2 separate regions of the Rattus norvegicus genome follow, and region 2 is linked to region 1. A link is a contact called in public Hi-C data. All regions are on one chromosome and are shown on one strand. Each heading gives the region's core, a stretch centred on a gene start, on an enhancer-like site or on the middle of the called end of the contact. The rest is flanking DNA. Distances are from core to core; before and after follow the strand shown. Region 1 has its middle 41 kb from the start of Mocs1. Region 2 has its middle 130 kb from the start of Mocs1.

Evidence for each region. A called contact is a pair of places that touch in the nucleus more often than the background predicts.
Region 2: a Hi-C map of frontal cortex shows a contact between it and region 1, with 1.7 times the contacts expected there. The contact joins two enhancer-like sites. A contact is called at or near these places in 5 of 12 Hi-C or Micro-C datasets (the A7r5 cell line, frontal cortex, kidney and 2 more).

Annotation. Positions count from the first base shown.
Region 1 is chr9:19,104,583-19,108,346 of GRCr8, reverse strand. No RefSeq gene overlaps it. Among named protein-coding and RNA genes, the nearest start is that of Mocs1, 41 kb to the right of the region's middle. Within about 2 kb of position 1,701, at least 30 of the 93 cell types and tissues checked have an H3K27ac peak or open chromatin away from gene starts, as enhancers often do.
Region 2 is chr9:19,194,416-19,198,179 of GRCr8, reverse strand. No RefSeq gene overlaps it. Among named protein-coding and RNA genes, the nearest start is that of Mocs1, 130 kb to the right of the region's middle. Within about 2 kb of position 1,634, at least 30 of the 93 cell types and tissues checked have an H3K27ac peak or open chromatin away from gene starts, as enhancers often do.

The sequences.
Region 1 (3,764 bases), core at 452-2,951:
GTTTAGATAGCAGCGATTTCTATAGTCTCTACCGTTAACAGACAATTAAGAAAACATCGGGAGAAGTGGGATAGGTGTTCATTCCTAGGCTTGACCCTGCCAACAAGATGGAGAAGTTGTCCTTGAGATGTCTGGATTCAGACAGCTGTCTCCTTACAAGTTGTCCCTGAGATGTCTAGACTCAGACAACTGTTAACAAAAGAAGCTATTCAGCTGTAGGAAAGTCCCCAGCTCCCCCAAGGCCTAGGGCCTTGAATTTAGTTTCTCCCTATGATTAAATGAAGTCAGAAAGTGAAATGGAAGTGGTTGGAATATGTTTCTTTTGCTTGTTCTCAACACTATCTGTTCTATTCCTCTGAGAAGCCAAATACAGCCTCTGAGGGGAGTTAGCAGGAGTCTGACACATGGAGATCAGAGGCCAGTGTGAGCTTAAGCTAAGGCAAGCCAAGGGATGTTACATACAGAGCTAGGTGGGTTTGGGAGGGAGCTCTCAGCCCTCAGCAGGAGCAGGCATCCTAAAGTCCCTTGTTTCACTTTCGGCCTTTAAGACAGGGAGTAAACCTCCATTTCAAGTCACTGAGTTAGTCAGCTGCAGTGGCCATTAGCAAAGCACTGACCACAGTCATCTCTCTCTTGCCCACAGAGCTGACTTGGCGGGGAAGGAGGCTGTAGAAGGTGATCTGTGCTTGAAAACCACAGAAACACAGCCCAAGGCTGTTTGTGAGGAGTGATGGTTGGAAATTCAGAGAAGGGAGATTACAGGAAAACAGAAAGGGAAGCCCAAGCACATGTCCTGATCTGTGTCCCTCTCTCTGCACAGTGGAGGGATACTGAGCTCACTGGATTCTTACCTGGAGCTGTGCAGGGCCCCGGGATTATTCAGCAGGAGCCAAAGAATGAAACATTGTTTCCTCCCTCCCATTTCTTCTCCCCTCTCCTTTTCCCATCCCTCCCCTCTCTGGTTGCCCACTTCTCTCCTCCCATCCCTTCCCTTTTCCCTACCTCCTCCCTTCTCCCTCCTTTCTTTCACCCTTCTCCGGCTCCCCCCCCCCGCCCCGCCCCCGCCGCCCTTTGGTAAACAGTTGCCTGCTGGGATTTTTTTCTTTTAAAACAGGATTTTCTTTTGTAGCCCAGGCTGGCCTCAGACTTGCTACATAACTGGATTGCCTTAAATTTCAGATCCTCCTGCCTCCACCTTCTGAATGCTGGGAATACAGGCATTCATTAACATAGCATTTTAAGTACTGAGGATCAAACCCAGGGCTTCCTGCTTGGTAGGCGTTCTCCCAACTGAACCAAGTCTCCGCTCTGGTTTGGGTCTTAATAGTTCCGTTCAGTGCTAAGTCCTGCTGTGCATGTGGGATTCAGCTAAGAGAAGCAGCCGCTTCAGCTGCTCAGAGTTGATGGGACAGCTCTGTCTGGGGACCCTCACGTCTTAGGACTCGAGAAATGCTCTCAAAATGCTAAATGTATCTAATTTATAACTGAAGAAGTCAGACCTCACAGGTCTATGGAGGATTAAGAATGAATATAGAAGTGTTTTGTAAACTGTAAAACACTAAAGAATGGAGCCAGTGTTTCTCCCAGTTGTCTGTGAGCAGCAATTGGCAGGAAGCGACTTTCCCCCAATCTTAACTCTTTCTCTTCTCTGCCCTGTCCCCACTTCCCTTCATCAATCCTGTTCCCCCCACAGACCTGGCAGCATTTCAGGGAGGAAATTAAAGCCTCCTGAAAGATGTGGCTCTGTGGAAGGGCTAGAACAATGTCCCCAGACACAACAGGCATTGCCCTCCTTAGAAGCCTCCATCCCGCTGCTCTGGCAAATGAAGTTTAAATATTTAACAAGGATGCTGGCACTGCTGAGGAGGCTGAGACTCCCTCACCGATGAGGCCTCAGGGCCCGGAATCCACAGGGTCTGTGACTGAGTCAGAACAGAGATGCCGTCCCTCTCCTTTATGAGCCGGTGACAGCCCATCCATTACATCACCTGGGCTGTGGGCAAGCTTACTGCACGAGTCATAGGGGCTTGTTCCTCACAGCTGGCTGGAGGCTGCGCCAGACCCTGGCTGTGCTCACGCTGATTTGATGGAGGGGCAGGTGCTGCAGCATCTAGGCCAGCTGCTCCTGTGGCTGCTCCCCAGGAAATGGGAGGGATGGTTCTCCCACGGAATAGGCAATGCTTCTGTGGGCCAGGTGGCCTTTCAGTGTCTGTCTTTAGGATGTGTCCCATCTAATCACAGGGTTCCTTGTTCCTCAAAAGAAACAATGTGGATGCTCTTCGTAAATACAGATAAGTGTCACGATGCCCGTTTGTGACTAATTTATAAGTAAGTGCACTGGTAACGACTATCTTAACTACTACAAATATTTTATAAGTAGTTTATAAATTATAAACTTTTAGACAACATAATTCATAATTTATCAATATAGTCTTTATACACTACAAATATGTTAAGGTCCTGTGGACTGAAGTTCCCCCCCACACACACACACCTGTGCTGAAGACTATAGGAGGCTGATTAAATGATTGCAATGATTAAATGATTAAATGATTGCAATTTTTGTGATGGTGGGGACCTAAAATGCTGTAGATTCAGCCACACTAGTTTGGGCTATCTTTAGCCCCTTACCAGATGTCTAATGCCCATTGTTCTGTTTGACACGGTGCCCTTACAACTAGCAGGAAATTGTAATAGTAGTTTAAAAATCTTCAAAGAGAAGACCAGCGCTGAAAGATTTTGCGAAGGCATTCTACTGAGTTTTTAAGGAATAGACCATCCTATTGCACGGAGCCTAGGCAATGAGAAAGGGTATTTCTCAGCTTGTTCTAAACAGTGAACTTTGTGACCAAATCTAGTGAAGCAAAACCACAATGATAAACAGGGGACTCCCCTACACGTGGGTTCCAGACTCTTCAATATCATTAAGTGTTCAAAAAGATACACCATTTTCATCCTGGGTATGCATAAAAAAACCAATTCAATACTAGTAAAATCTATGAATTAATCTGCTATCAAAAACTAATCTGAGGTCAATGGAGCTTGTGTTTGAGCACATCTGAGGCTCCCCAAACTTTGGGTCTCATAGTATCACATAGAAAATAACCCCAAAAGATGAAATGTTGGGCTATAAAGATATCTTTGTCAATGAAGTCACTGCACAGGCATAAGGACCAGGGTTCGACACCCAAAACCCATGTTTTAAAAAGCCAAGTGTGGGTGACACTCGGTTGTTTCCCTAGTGTTGGGGAGGCAGAGACAGGAGGATCTCCGGGGGTTGCCGGCCAGCCAGCCTAACATTTCAGTGAGCATCAGTGCAATGAGAGGCTGACTCAGAACACAAGGTGGGTAGCAGATGAAGGACGGTACCTGAGGTAGACCTCTGGCCTCAGTGCACAAAGCATACATGACACACACAGAGGAAGGGTCTTGTTTCCGGGTGGATGGGAGGCTTTTACTATCTCGCATAATAAAGGAGACTTCTTACCTGAAGGCAGATGTTGCTCCTGTTGGCTTGTTGCTGGCACTAAGTACACTTGGCTGCCTATGTCGCACCCCTGGGGTCCTGGGGTCGGCAGAACACAAGCGAACAGGAGCAATGCTGACTTCTCTTTGTGTCGTGGACACTAACTGCCTCTTATTCAGATCTCCATCTTCTGCTGTCTCTAAAGCTGTGACAAACGAACTTGTTTCCAGTGAGGTTAGGATTTCAGCTCCCCACGCTTCTCAGCAATTATCCCACAATGTAAAGGAAGCAGATAACA
Region 2 (3,764 bases), core at 385-2,884, 90 kb before region 1:
CCAGGGTTTGTTTGCATGACTACCCACCCAAGTCCCTGACTTTAGCTCCTGTTCTGTCTTCAGAGCTGATGTCTCTGGACGGGACTTCATGGTGACCCTCAGTGACTCCCACCGACACCCTCTTCCCGAGGTTCCATGTTCTCTGTCTCTTCACACACCTAGCTCCCCCCCCCCCCACCAGCACTAACTTGGGTCCGGCTGGATCTTCCCAGTTTAAAGCGACAGATCGGGCCACACCACAGCACTTCTAAACACACAGACACGGGGCCCTGACTCAACCCGGGACAAAGCTCCCCACACGTCCATTATCCTTGTGTCAGGAGTCAGCCTGACATTTCCATAGGGCGTATGCCGCCCGTACTTCAGAACTCATCCGATAAACAGAGAAAGATTGAGGTTTCAGTTAAAATACAAATCCAGATTTTTTTTTTTATTGAAAGACTGAATACTAATGGCTCAGGAAATACGGGAATCTATTTTTCTCTCATCCAGCATTCTCAATGGGTATAGCAGGTGGCTCCATGGCTACCCAGGCTCCTTTTATCTCTGTGCTCTGCCAGCCTCCACATGGCCCAAATTGTGCTTCTAAATCTTATCATGTTTAAGGATGAAGATGAACTATCACAAGGTACAAAGGAGCTGTGGAGGGAGATTCCTAGAAAAGGTGAAGTGGGCGGGTTTGTTTCGTCTTCGGGCTGTGACAGATGATGTTTGGTCCCGAGAGGAAGCTGGGAGGGGAGGAGAGAAAGATAGGAGATAGAGCAGGAACAAAGGGGAAGCATGGATGCAGAAGGAACAAAGACTAGAGAGGGGCTAGGAGGCTAGGAGGAAGGGTAAAGAGCTGAGAGGGGGAAAGAGGAAGAGGAGGAGGAGAATAAGGAGGAGGAGGGGGAGGAGGTGGAGGAGGGGGAAGAGGAGGAGGGAGGAGGAGGGGGAGAAGGGGAAGAAGGAGGGGAAGGAGGGGGAGGAGGGGGAGGAGGGGGAGGAGGAGGAGGGGGAGGAGGAGGGAGGAGGGGGAGGAGGAGGAGGAGGGGGAGGAGGAGGAAGAGGAGAACGGAGAGAGAGGGCGGAGAGGGAGGAAGGGGGAGGGGGCGGAGCCCCTCCCTAGGGTGGGGAGAAATGGCCCTGTCAGTAACCCTGTTGGGTGTCATTGGCTAGGAGCAGCCTGGAGAGGCAAGTAGCCAGGGTGAACCTCAGGCTTTCACAGGCAGATTCCAGAGGTCAAAGAACAGTCAGAAGAGCTGCCAGACTGTCACCATCCCCAGTTAGGTGTGTGCTCCTGGGCGCATGAGGCAGTACCGGTTTCAAACGTTTATGCTTAACATTTACCTGAGAAACTGGGGGACAAGATCAGACAGGTCTAGAGATGAGACCAAATCAACACAGTTCTAAGGGGGTAAATCCAGGAACAGAAGCCTTGTGTATGGGTGGTAACAGTCATTCTTCCAACCCTCCTGCTAGCTCCAGAAATGTCCGACTCCAAGACCATAGACCTCTCCACAGGTGTCCAATCCTCGTCTTGTTTATTGACCAGTTTTCTGTTCATCTTTGAAAAACCGCTTGGCTCACTGTAGGACGCAGTAAGTCTCTCCTTGGCTCCCTTCTATTGTCACTTCTTGTTTTTCATTGGCTTGCCTCTAAGGAGCCTTTCTTCCCCTTGTCTCACAATCTGGCTCCATCCCTCCTCTCCATGCCTCTCATTGGCTGGCTTCCCTCTCTCCCTCCTCCCCATGCCTCTCATTAGCTGTCTTCCCTCTCTCCCTCCTCTCCATGCCTCTCATTGGCTGGCTTCCCTCTCTCCCTCCTCCCCATGCCTCTCATTAGCTGTCTTCCCTCTCTCCCTCCTCTCCATGCCTCTCATTGGCTGGCTTCCCTCTCTCCCTCCTCCCCATGTCTCTCATTGGCTGGCCTCCCTCTCTCCCTCCTCCCCATGTCTCTCATTGGTGGCTTGCCTCTCTCCCTCTCCAAGTCTTTCACTTGGCTGGCTTCCCTTTCTCTTTTTCTTCCTTCCTCCCCTTCCCTGTCTCTCCCTTTTTTCTATTTACCTTTTTGTAAAACTTCCCTCCTTCCTCCCTCACCCACCCCCCCAGTTCCCTCCCTCCCTCCCTTCCTCTCCCTTGGGGCCTCCCCCTCACTGGCCATGCTCTTCAGACATCTCATTAAAGTAATTGTTGACCTGAATTCTGATTCTAGTGCAGCTATAATTATGCTCCACAGGAAACCCCAGGGGATTCAAAACAGAGTCTTAATCTATTCCACAGGAATCAAAAACAACTCCCAGGGAAGGAGTTTAATCGTCAAGATTAGCTGACGGCTGCTCTGCCATCCTTGGGCGATGTCACCACAGCCCAGCACTGGCCATCTCTCTGCCATCCATACTCAGAGGCATCAATTGGCTTCTCCAACATCAACGAGACTTTAGAGCCTTATGTCTTTTTTTTTAATTAATTAGCTGGATGATAAGGCAGCTAGTGAGCTCTGTGAGACAAGTTCCTCATCTCTTACTGACCTCTGGGCTTGACATATGGTGACGTCTATGCCCTGGACTCCTCGACCGCCCGACCCTGACTGTCCTTAGGGGTTGGAGGTGAGGCAGTTTGGAGTTAATAACACAGACTCTGGAGCAGGTGAGAAACACTGCAGCAAGCTCATCTGAACACTGTTGCAACTCCTTTAATAACCTCCACCCGCACCCTATTGGTCCCAAGGAAGCGTCTATTCTAAACAGCAGTTTCCGATTGGCTGGCATTTGCTGCACCAGCAATCCTTGGTCTCTCAGGCAGTCCTCAGTTAGGTCCTCCTGTAGATGCCTTTGCAGCTTTTCGGCCCTCAGTGTTTACATAGAGGTGGTCCTTCCATTCCTGTTATAATACCCACAAGACCTAGGAATCTCCATTTGTCTCAGACCCCTGGGCAGAGGGCACAGAGGGCAGAAGGCAGTTCTGGTCAGAAGAACACAAATCAGGTCTGTTTGTGTAAGTTACACATCAGAAAATCCCTAGAACCAGAGTGGGTAGGTCAGTGCCCATTCCATAGAGGGTTCTAAGAAACGTTGGGGTGCCGGCTGCCCCGTGAATACAGAACTTTCCCCAGGGCCCACCACCAAGCAGACAGCATAGAGCTCTGGGACAGGTCTCTGCTCCTAGATTCTAAATTCTCTTAAAGTGTCTTGTCCTTCCTCTTTGTGAGAATAGCTCCTGGGGAATCTCTCATAGCCCTGCTTAAACTAGAGCAAGGAGGTTTGCCCAGCGTGCTTGGCAGGACCTGAGAATCTGCATTCATAGAGGTTCTCTGGTACACTTGATGCTCTTCATCAAGGCTTTAACACTGCTCTTCAATGTCTGCCCAACATACCAGCAGCATGGAGATCAGTGGGAAATGCAGATTCCCAGGCCCCACCCTGACCTCCTGGGTCAGAAGCCACAATCAGACAACCTGGACTATAGAAGTTTCTGGTAAGTATAAATAGGGCAGGTAGAGAGGAGCATGCAGACACATGACAAGCACCAACAGCCTCAGACCAATCCATTAATTCCCCTCTTCACATACATCACAGGTACCATAGGCACCCATTTTTCTCCTCTGGTAAGAGCCAGCCTGGGACAGATGGTCCCCAGGAGATACTGTGGGTGGGAAGACTTCACATGCCTGCTGCTTCCCATTCCTGTCCCTTTAAAGATATTCACCTGCCTCACGGCTCCAACTTCATTTACTCATCCATTTCTCCTGAGAGAAGGCCACCACCTGATCCTCCCTCAGCTCTT